Regions from separate parts of the Danio rerio genome. Here region 2 is linked to region 1. Evidence: chromatin contacts called from public Hi-C data. All regions are on one chromosome and are shown on one strand. The core of a region is the stretch at or near the end of the contact, and the rest is flanking DNA. Distances in the headings are between cores, read along the strand shown.

The links. A called contact is a pair of places that touch in the nucleus more often than the background predicts.
Region 2: a Hi-C map of an unstated tissue shows a contact between it and region 1, with 4 times the contacts expected there. The contact joins the promoter of xkr8.3 here to the promoter of eya3 in region 1. A contact is called at or near these places in 2 of 18 Hi-C or Micro-C datasets (caudal fin and an unstated tissue) and 1 of 4 datasets of contacts at active chromatin or transcription factors (caudal fin).

The regions. Positions count from the first base shown.
Region 1 is chr19:27,299,392-27,305,221 of GRCz12tu, forward strand. eya3 (EYA transcriptional coactivator and phosphatase 3) reads left to right here and starts at 3,382. Exons shown (of 19, transcript NM_001080052.1): 1 at 3,382-3,464. si:ch211-195b13.1 reads left to right here. Exons shown (of 12, transcript NM_001077302.2): 12 at 1-843.
Region 2 is chr19:27,488,787-27,494,841 of GRCz12tu, forward strand. xkr8.3 (XK related 8, tandem duplicate 3) reads right to left here and starts at 4,117. Exons shown (of 3, transcript NM_001006014.2): 1 at 3,488-4,117. The coding sequence starts at 3,822.

The sequences.
Region 1 (5,830 bases), core at 2,132-4,631:
TAGTTTAGATAACGCAACCAAAAGGATTTTATCTGTGACTATTTGTCTGAATCAGTAGAAGACATCCTGTGTTCCTCCTAAAATGAATGTTTTGTCTTACAAGTACTTTCTTTCCTTTTCTTTTCTCCAATGCCAGCACTTTTACAAAATATGCCAGACACTGTGTTTCTTGGAAAGTCATGTTCTTTTTGTCATACAGGTAGTGAGATGGATGTATATTTTATACATTGTTGTTATCTGAAGCGACTGTTGTACACTGCAAAAACAGCATGTTGATTAGATTGTACTGAAACCATTTGCATCATGTACAGACGTTATATATATAGTAGCCCAGAAGGAACCGTGTCTTTATTTTGTTCAAATTGTGCCTGTTCAGCTAATTTATGTATGTTGTGATACATTTCCACATGTGTCTATCATTCCTGTCTGTATCATTGTGGGTTGGACAGGGATATGGAGTGCTGTGCAATAGAAATGATGACTTGGGTACGATGTGAACAATTTGTCATCATTGGGACGAATGAGCGGTATCGGCTTAATGAAGGAGAGAGGTTTGGATGCCCTCATGAAAAGCATCCCTATTTTAACTGTAATATATTTCATATCATTGGACCAATAATGTGCTATACGTCGTTCTTTAGATAACTACGAACATGGCAATATGGATAAAGTTTATTTTCTTCCATTTTCGGAAGTCATTCACATATATGGTTTTATATTTTTCCATGTATATTTATTTACATGTCACATATATTACCTCTAATGATCAGAGTGTTAAATTCATAGAATGATGAAATGTTGGACAATGATCTATATGAATGCTAATAAATATTTAATAATAAATCTGTGTGTTTTTCGGTGTACTTATTCTATTGCAAATCATTGGCTGTTTTGATATTCTGAAAATGTGTGTCATGAATTTCCTCATACATATATGAAGGCGTCATGCAACTTGATGCATGAAAATAGTAGTTAATGCATGATTTATGTGCAGCAGTGTTCTAATAAACACAAACTAAAAACACTGGAAGACACAGCAAACCAAACAGAAAGCAATCAGAACAGAAAAAGCCATTTAAACAATAAATAGTAGCTATAAATAGTGTACTAAACAAGGAGCAGATAAAGAGAATCAATGAAATACAAGGTATCTGTGACAGTGAAAGACAATGTGAATAAAAAAACATGACAACCAAAAAAAGAATACACAGAAATAAATAATATACAATTTAGTAGTCTTGTGAATAAAAAACCTTGACAACAAAAATAATATACAGAAACAATAATATACAATATAGTAGTCTGTGAAAACTAAATGTAAACCAAAAGTAAATGTGACAGTAGCAGACGTTGTTGGGTTGCTGGTCATGGAGTTCCTGTCTGTTGTGTTAATAGCATTCATTCCTTCATTTTTTTTTACCTCAGTCTCTAATTTTTTAGAGGTCGCCACGGCAGAAAGTCAATGGGAATGTCATTTTTTTTTATATATAGCACTATTAAACACAACCAAAGGTTGACCAATGTGCTGCACAATACAAATCACACAGAGAAAGATATAAAATTATAGCTAAAACAAACAATTTTCACTGATAATTATTAGAGTAAAACAAACAATTCTCACTGATAAAATGCCAAATCAAAGAGGTAAGTTTTCAACCTAGATTTAAAAACAGTCAGAGATTATACAGATCTAATACAGAGGGGCAGAGCACTCCACAAGATAGAACCAGCTACTGCGAAAGCATGATTACCCCAGCATTTCAGCGTCGACTTAGGGATACATAATAGTCTCTAGTTTGATGACCAAAGAGACTGACTAGGCTGATGTTCAGTCAACAGGTCTGACAGGTGAGGAGCCAAACAATTTAGTGATTTAAAAAACCAAGAGAAGAATTAAGGCCGAAAACTATTCCAGCATTAGTTAACACAAAGTATGCCCTACCAGCCACAACCCATTACTGGGACACATTCATACAGACACACACACAGACACACAGACACACACACACACACACACACTCACACACTCACATTCACACTACGGCTAATTTAGTTCATTCAATTCACATATACTTGGAATGTGGGGGAACCCGGAGTAAACCCATGTGAACACGGGGAGAACATGCAAACTCCACACAGAAATGCCAACTGGCCCAGCCAGAACTCGAACAGGCAACCTTCTTTCTGTGAGGTTACAGTGGTAACCACTGAGCCACCGTGCCACTGTGTAAAAGCAAAAAGACACCAAATACATTTACATTCAAAAAGAGTTTTAAAAAATTGCAATACAGTTTGTTAGTTTTTATACAGTTTGTTGAAATCATTTGTTGGAATATTCCTGTGATGACCATCAAAGATGAAGATCTATTCTCATGTAGATCCCCAGTATGATCAAGCTTACCTTTATCCACCTAGTTAGAATTGAAAATAATCCAACATCTTAATTCAGTTTACTACTGTTCACAAAATTTTATTCTTTAATTATTCTCCCAATATTGTTAAATAATTCAACCAATATAGGCAAAATACTGGAGAAGAATATTTCTCAGCAACACTCTTCAGTTTTAAGATTTTTTTTTAGGTTTCAGATCAAACACTGCATGGAAACTGCTGTTCTAAATGTGGCAAATGATTTGTTGAGGATCGTAGATTACAAGAAATGCTATTTTAGCACATCTTGATCTGGCTTATGACCCTATGGTGGATCATGTGATCTCCTTGACCGCTTAGGTCAGTGGGGTGAGAACTAGGAATTCTGGCCTTGCGTAAAGTGGTGCAAGAAAGAACAGTTGCTGTGGTGAGTTTATTTGTCCTTGTCCTCTTTGGGATTCCTCAGGGTTCTGTTCTTGACCTAGTTTTTTTAAAGAATCCTTTGTAATGGATTGGTCAAAAACACAATGCTGTACCTCATTGTAATTATTATGTATCAATATATCCCACAATATATACCTATGTGAATAACACACAGTCATATCTACTATTGTTTTAAATAATCTTGTTATATTAAAAATATATGGCTCCACATTTTCTTCAGCTTAATGAGATGACTTAAAATTTGAAGTTGCAGTTTTTAATTGGTCAGTATTTTCAGTCACTTGACTGTCGTTTATATTAATATCTTCATAGCAATGGTAGCTACAAACCTACTAGTTATAAACGTTAATTTTAAAAAAAGTGATAAGCCATACAACAATCTCTAAGATAGATTGTCTGTAAATTTGAACAAATAATTAGTTGTGTTGCTTCACTCAGAGTACTCAGCAGCAGTCAACCATGCAGTAACGTTAATAACAAAGCATTGGCGAATGGCGAGCGCCGGTCGGATTCTGCGCTGCACATGCGCGTTCCGAACTTTTAGCGACTTCCTGCCAAATAGTTGTCCCTAACAACAAACGGCGCCCCACCGAGGGAATTTCACTTCAAGGGATCATAAAGTTTCCTCGAAAGTAGTGCTTGGTGAAATGGTAAGACTTTCTTTCCCATTCGCTTGCGGCACCCTGTGCATTTCAGCGTTTTAATGAGCAGTTTAGTATGAAATGCTAAGGTCAGCAAGCCGCGAGCTAAATAACACACGTTGGCTAACTGCTCAAACTGTGCTAAACGCTAACCCTACCCTACAACCACTGGGAAACAGTTTTCTCCTACTTCGTATTATATATATCGACGCCGTTATGTTTGTTTACAAATATGATTACATTCAATGCGTGTCTTATATTAAACCGCGTTGCTTATTTACCACCCACAGTTTTGGAGAGAAACACTGGTCGTGTCTCAAACCATACCGACCATCCTATCTAGGCAGCACTTTTTGGCGTCATATAAGCAAAACGTTGTCTTTGTGATGAAATACTACAAAAAAGGGAGTCTGAGAGCAGATGTGAGGTCCTCACCTTCACCGCTCAGCCGTCCTCCAGTATCTGAGGTTCAGTCTCCCTTTGTGATGCCTCTGCTGCTGTTTCGTTTTGATGGTAACGTTAGTGTTCTGTTCGCACGTTTTATACAGCAACTCCTGCAGTCGAGCTCCACTGACCTATATTTTTTTAATATGATGTGGATGTTTTTAAAACTAAATTAAATGGGTATTTAAATAATTGTAAATTGCGAAATGCACATGATCTCTTAATGTAAAAATATTATTTATATTATGAACATTATTTGTTTGGGTTCTAAAGATTTAAGTACATTCATCCACCCACACACAAACAGTGATACACAGTGATACACAGTGAAGGTAAATACATTTATAATGTTCATAGGTGTTAACAATTAAGTAGTATCAGTACTGGCCAAAATGTCCATCTTGGTGTAATAAATCTATACATAAAGTTTACATAATCACAAAGCTTTGACTTTAAATGAATGTGTTTGTATGAAAGCTCTAATGTTTGTTTAATGACTTCCAACAAGTCAAATGTGTTTGTTGTTGTTTTAGTGCAGGAGTGCTCAACCCTTTTCCTGGAGATCTACCTTCCTGCAGAGTTCAGCTCCAGCCCTGATAAATCACATTTAAACTAATTAGGACCCGGACTGCTTTACAGGCAGGTGTTTTTGATATGGGTTGCAACTAAAATCTGCTGAAGGTAGATCTTCGGGAAAAGGGTGGGTTTTAGAAGCGTATAGAGCTAGTGAGATTTAGTTAACCTGTCATATTTAAAGCTATGGTGCACACTTTCACTTGACTCTGTTTTTTTTTTTTTTTTTTTTTTTTTTTTGTTATACAAAAACCAAACATGCTCCAAGGTTAAAGCAAAGATCTGACTCTAACCCATATTATCTGGGGTTCAACCTAGTTCATCTGATATGGGTTCACATGAGGCAAGCTTAAAGTCGTCTAGTTATGTTTAACGTGTTTACATTTGTTTATTATTAATCTGAAATGTGTTTTTCTACAAATTAAATCAGTGCGTTTAGCTTAAGAGTTTAAAGTAACTTAAAAGAAAATAACATAAGCAAATTTGTCAAATGATATTTATGGTGTATAAATCCAAAATTAAAGAATTTGCCAAATAGTAAGTATTGCCGGTTTGCCAAACATTGACAAAATTTTGATACAGTGCAAAACTGACTAATAGTGTTTTACACTCTGCAAAATAAACATAAAGAAAATAATTTAAAAGCTGTTTTATTTGCACTATAATAGCAACATAAATAAAAAATGTACGTTGTTGAACGTTACCTTTCATGTAGTGAAAGAAAACATCCTTGGTTGCAAGTTGCGTTTGTAATTTGATGTCCCCCAAATCCATCTTTCCAACGAACATTCGCAAACTGTGCAACAACACCTCTAGAGCTGTAGTTAAGCTGCGGTAACACTGGACTTGTCTCCCCATAGACTTCCATTCATACTCATGCGAAATCGTCAAATCGGACACGCAAGGTCATGCGTCAAGTTTCGCAGGTTGCTGCGGTGCAAAGTTCAAGCTTGGTGAACTATGACCTGCAAAATCGTATCACATGACTGCATGAGACCAATCGAGGATCAAAACATGACCTCTCTGGACAGAAATTTAAAACATGGAGCAATCGCTCACTTTTTTTTATTGTCTAATAATATTGTTTAATCCCGCCCCTTTTCGCAGCACCATACGACATATTTTCGCTCACACAAACTCTAGTGTGACCGCAGCTTTAGAAGCATAGTTCTTGGCTGTGTTCTATTCCCAGTTAGTCCCTCTGCCCTATTCCTTTCAAAAGTGCAATATTTAAACTCAGAATGGTTTAAAATAATAAAAAAAGAACATTAAAGTCATCTCTCTTATTTTAATTTCCTTTTAAAGTATTTTTCTACTGTTCAGCTTGGCGATCTTCATATTGACAATTGTGCTCCCCT
Region 2 (6,055 bases), core at 2,867-5,366, 190 kb after region 1:
TGGAATGCTTTGTCAATGTTTTCAGTAACTTTCAGGACTTTGATTTAGGGCTGCGCAATATATCATTTTAGCATCAATATAGGAATGTGTGCATCCGCAAGTTACATTGCATGATCTGCAATGATGAATTTGCATTATATTTGAAGATTATGGATTAAATAAGATTTGAGCATTTTTACAATAAAGGAGCAAAAGTTTATCATTTACATCTGTTTTTAAGGCCTGTGGCTGTGTGTACATATCAAGAGTTTAAAGCATTTAGGCACAACAAATTGTACCATATGTAACTTTAAATAAAATTATTTCACTTAATTATTTACACAATGAAGTCTATGCAGTGCTATTTTACATTAGATATAAAATTTCTGTATCGGAATTCTTACTAAACAGAGCTGTTTAAGTAATCTGGTAAAATTGTATTCATATTGCAATTATATATCACAGAAAAACAAAACATTGCAATGTCAGATTTTTCTAATATCGTGCAGCCCTACTTTGAATGTTAAAAGTAGTCTAGGTTCACAGAGCTTTTGAAGCTCTCCAAAACTGAATGTTAACAGATTAAAAAATATGAAATGTACTGTAGTCATACCTTTTTTTAACCTACAGTATTTTTCTAAAGAGCGTCACATTGACGCAGTGGATAGCATGATCACCTCACAGCAAGAAAGTCGCTCCAAAGACACGCAGTATAGTTATTTTAAAAAAAAATTTTTATAAGAAAAAGTGACTGTTTGTTTCAGGCAATGTGTGTTTTAATTTTAGTTGTTCATAGTTGATGTTCAATAAATAATCATAGACAGTAGATAGATAGTGCGGGTTTCCTTCAATTATTTTAAAATCAAGTAATGCACCTTTCATTCAAAAATATCTCACTTGTAATATGTGAGTATATTTAATGTACTGTTAAACCTCACAATTTTACTTTAAAACCCAAATGTGGGAAAATGTATTTTTATAAAGATCAAAAATTATTGAAATTATGCACCAAAATCTGGAATAGATTATATATAAATATAGTTATACTCAAGTTACAGGTATGCAACCATTAGAACAGAAGTTCTTTCTCCCCACTAAATGAGCTAACAAGGTCTGTTGAAAAATAATGCTACACCTTTATCATTTGTCTCCTAATGACAAATCCTAATAAAATGTCATTTTGATCCTTTCTACAAAAAATAGTGGGTAAGTTAGTGAATATACATAATAATAACAATCAAATATTTATTTTTAACACTATTTATTAGGGGATGCACAGATCGATCGGTGGAAGATCGGTATCAGCCTAGAATCATATTTTATGACTTGATCGGTACTCGCCAATCTCATAAACCAATCACAGAAAGTTCTGTGTTTTTGACAATATTACAAGTTCACTAAAAGCTGACTGGAGTTTTCAGATTAAATAAACCTAACAATTTTTAGAACATGAATATTTAATAATATAACTTCTTGTAATATACTTATTGCAATAAACAGTAGTCTATATGCATATTTCCTTTTAGGAAAGAAGTATTAGATTTAAAGGTCTGCATTTTAACTTATGCATCAAACATGCTCCAAATGTTTTCTTGATTGAGACACATAGATTTTTTCTTTCATCATTTGCATTGTTTCCAAATTGCACTTTAGATTCCTACCAACTTTTATTTCTGTGTTCTGTTACTTTCTGTGGCAGCTCATTCTGCTGTGGCAACCCCTGATGAATAAGGCACTAAGCCGAAGAAAAATGAATGAATGACTTTCTGTAAAGCAAGTGACATGTTCACACCTAAATAGTTATTAAAAAATGCATTTAAGGTAATAAATTATTAACTTAGAGGGAAAATGTGTTTAATGCATTATAAAGCTTGAAGCATTAGAATCGGTACTTATTATTGGCAAACCACCATGACATGGAAACGGTACTCCGAGACCGTGCCTACTATTTATAGACACATCCCTACTATTTATATACTATTTATATTATTTCATCTGAAAAAAACTAAAGAAAATATACAGGAAATTTGAGCCTGGGAAATTTCTGTAATCTGGCTGATTTGACAAACAATGACCCGTATTGCATTTCCCAAGCATCCGGCTGTAAATGAAAGCTTGGTCTTCAATTATTACATTCATGACAGCTGAACACAGCAGCAGGCACTGTACATCAAATTCCACAAACATGCCATCACATGCTTTACTGCTTTAAAAAGCTCAATGTCATTTGAAGTGTGACTCTTCGTCATGCTGCATATGTGAGTTATTAATCAGTTTTGTCATGAGATCTACCAGTGTGAGATAAAAAGAGCAACACAAATGTTAGGAAATCAGGGGAAATGTCAACATGACTCTGCGATTAACTGGTCCTAGTAGTAGTACAACTGAAATACCACTTCCCCTTTTAAATCATTTTAGTACCTTGCAATCGTGATATGAATGATTATGGATATTGATATATGCAGTAACCATGACATCCTCATCTAACTGCAGTGCCTGAATATTGCCACAGCCACAATAATTTGCATTTACAAACGTAAAGGATTTGCATGCTTAGACTACAGATTTTTATTAAAAGGAAAGAACATCTACTCACTATTTATTATAAAAGCCACAATAAGCTTGTCTGAGTTTGTTCAGCTCTGGGTAGATTATTGCATGACCACTAGGAATTTGACATTTATGTTTACAGAAACTTTATTAATACTTATTTTTGTCTCTTTTTATAAAATGTTTAACCCTTTAACTACCCCACACACACACACACACACACACACACACACACACACACACATATATATATATATATATATATATATATATATATATATATATATATATATATAGATAGATAGATAGATAGATAGATAGATAGATAGATAGATAGATAGATAGATAGATAGATACCTGTAGATAGATAGATAGATAGATAGATAGATAGATAGATAGATAGATAGATAGATAGATAGATAGATAGATAGATAGATATAGATTTGGATTGCATTTAACTCCTAATATTGCTACTTAACACATTTAATGCATTTTTCCCCACTACATCCCATAATTTCTAAAATATCAACCTCTACAAAATTGATTTGTCGGTTTATGGTAAAAGTACCGAAATATACTATGAAAGAAAAATCATAAAATATGAAGTGTAGAACAATTAATTTTTTTAAAATATAAAAAAATTTAATACTAAATAATCTTTATTTTTTAAGTAACGTTGTGCCATAAAATATTTCTGATTATCATTTAACATGTTTTCTATTTTGTTTGTTTTTACAGTAAAACCAAAGTCAAGTGTAACGTTAGTAGTGCAATAGAATTATGTTTGATTGAATTTTTCGTAAACCAACAATGCTGTGTGTAAACCAGTATTTTAAACAGACAGTTAAATGGTTAAACAGACTTGTAAATTGAAACAGTAACTTTTAAAAATATTTCTGAGTACACATTTCAAACACAAAGGTAAATAAATCATTAGTAAACAGTTACAGAGTCTCACCTGATAAACAGTCCCAGCTGGAAAACGTGCAAAAGCAGCGAAAATGTGACTCTTTTCGCTCCACTGAACAAAACGGCATTCCCGGCGGACTCCTGACACTCGAAGTTCTCAAGTTTGCGGTCATACTGAAGCCAAAACCAGCTGAAAAGCTGAACGGTGACAGATGATACGAGCATGAAGCCCACCAAGACCCCGAACCAGATGAACTCTCCATGCACGTAAAACTCCTTCGCGACCCACAGGTCCGAGCCAACGTCAAACAGATAGGTGCACACGCCGATCACGGTGAACGCCAAATCCAGCCAGGAATATTTGGAAATATTCGCGCACTCCATGACAGGAAGAGCTCGAAACCAGAAACAGCTGACTGAAGTTCACACATTTAGCCGAGTACTGTTAGCATACCTAGGATTACCGTCAAAACTCAGAAAAGTGCTACATGTTTAAGTGTTTCAGTTAAACACTCGACTGATGTAAACGAGAAATCACCGAGCAAATAAGTCTTTTCGGAGTCATTTCAGTAGCAGCAGATAAACAATTACATTTTCTGATCCGTTAGAGCCACTTTCTTTTTGTGGCATACAACTTAAGCCACGCCCCCGACGACATCATGGACGTTGCAAGGTTGCAACTGGTTACGTCGTAAAAGATTCAATTAATTGAAAAAAACTTGGCTCTTACCTTACAAATTTTGTGTCCCCACCAAAGTTAAAGAATTACATTTAAAAGTGTTACACAATATCTACGCCACAAACGAGATTGTAACAAAATTTGATAATCCTAATTCAAATTGTGTGTTCTGTAACTCAAGTATGCAATCGATTGATCTTTTTGTCCAATGTTAAAGTGTTTTGGCCTGATTTATCCGTCTTTTTTACAACAAAATCTAAGTTTAACATTGATTTTGATTGATTGATTAAATTTATAAGCATTTTATTTATTTTATTGGGTAAATATTCTATTCACAAATGTAAATTTTCCTCATTACTTAAGTTGCATAATTTACATTGTGACTTAAATTGTTTAATTACAAAATGTTTACAGCCGAAAAAAACTTAAAACTGTGAAATTTTATAAGGACTTATAATATTCAATTTGATAGTTTGCCTCTGTAGATTATATTTATTATTATTATTATTATTATTATTATTATAAATTTTCCTAGTTTATTATTGTACTTGATGTCATCCATTGTTATGGTTAATATGATTGTGTTGTTAAAAACACATTTTAAAAAAAGGTTCTGTCATAAATACATTTGATTACAATATCCATTTTATATTATAATACACGCATATTGTTGTTGTTATTGTTATAATAATAATTAATATTATTATTGTTGTTGTACAATAATAATATTACAACAACAACAACAACAACAATAATAATAATATATTGTTATTATAATTGGCTACATACGTTACAATTGGGTAATTACATGAAATTTCTTAAATAAACTTTTATTTAGAAACTGGAGAACAGATTTTGTTTAAGATTATGAATAATACATACAAAGTCTCTCATTTACTCAGTTTTAGGAGCTAAGATAAATCGAAGTAGTTTCTAAAGTTAATGTAGTAGTATATATTATTGACCGTTAGATGGCGGTGTTTTACTGTAGTAGACCTTAATAGCTGATTGAGTTTAACCATAATAATTGTATATTTAATAATTCTAACAGCTTTAACATTGCATGAGTGTAACTTAAAGATTGTAGGCAGAATACTAACTGCTAAATGTTCATGTAGGTTAATTACATTTAGGCTTGTTCTTATAGGTCTGCAACAAGTAAGAATATAGAACTGAATAATCTTAAAAGTCTTTTTCATGTCTTTTTCATGTAAAAGTCTTTTTTCTTCTATTTCTTATTGGAACAATCTTTTGATGATATTAAATGGTCATAGGTTTAGTCACTCCCTCAAAAAAATTTTTAATAAATAAAATTAAAGAAATATATTTTAATATTACACATATTTTATCTATAGTTAAACAGAAACTCAAAAATGACATTAACGTCTCTTGGTCTTTCTGTGAGGCTTCTTCTGACTCCGTTGTTCACTTGTTTTGGGAGTGTCCCTTTGTTAAATCTTTCCTGTCTGATGTGAATTCTCTAATTGTCCAAAAGGTTTGTGTTTTTTTTTTTTTTTTTTTTGAGGCTATAGACTATATTTTAGAAAAACAATTCCTTAATTCAACTCTTTGTATAAACCTCATTTTATTTATTGGAAAGTGTTTTTTTTACACATAAATGTAAATCTACTCAATGTAAGCCAAATTTTGTATTTTTTAAACAAGAATTGAAACTGTGCCTAAAAATAATCACATTGTCTCATAATAAGAAAGCATTTAAAACTTATTAAAGACGTACTTTATTTAATATTCTACATTTATTTGTATTATTTTTTTCATGTGCCCTCTCTTATTTATTTATTGTTTCTTTTTTTCTCATTGTCTTTCTTTTGCTTTACCTTTATTATATTTCTTTAAAATTGTCACATTGCTTTTGTTGTAATATTTTATATTACACTTCCATACATCTCTTTGTATTTATATCTGTTGTAATTGCCT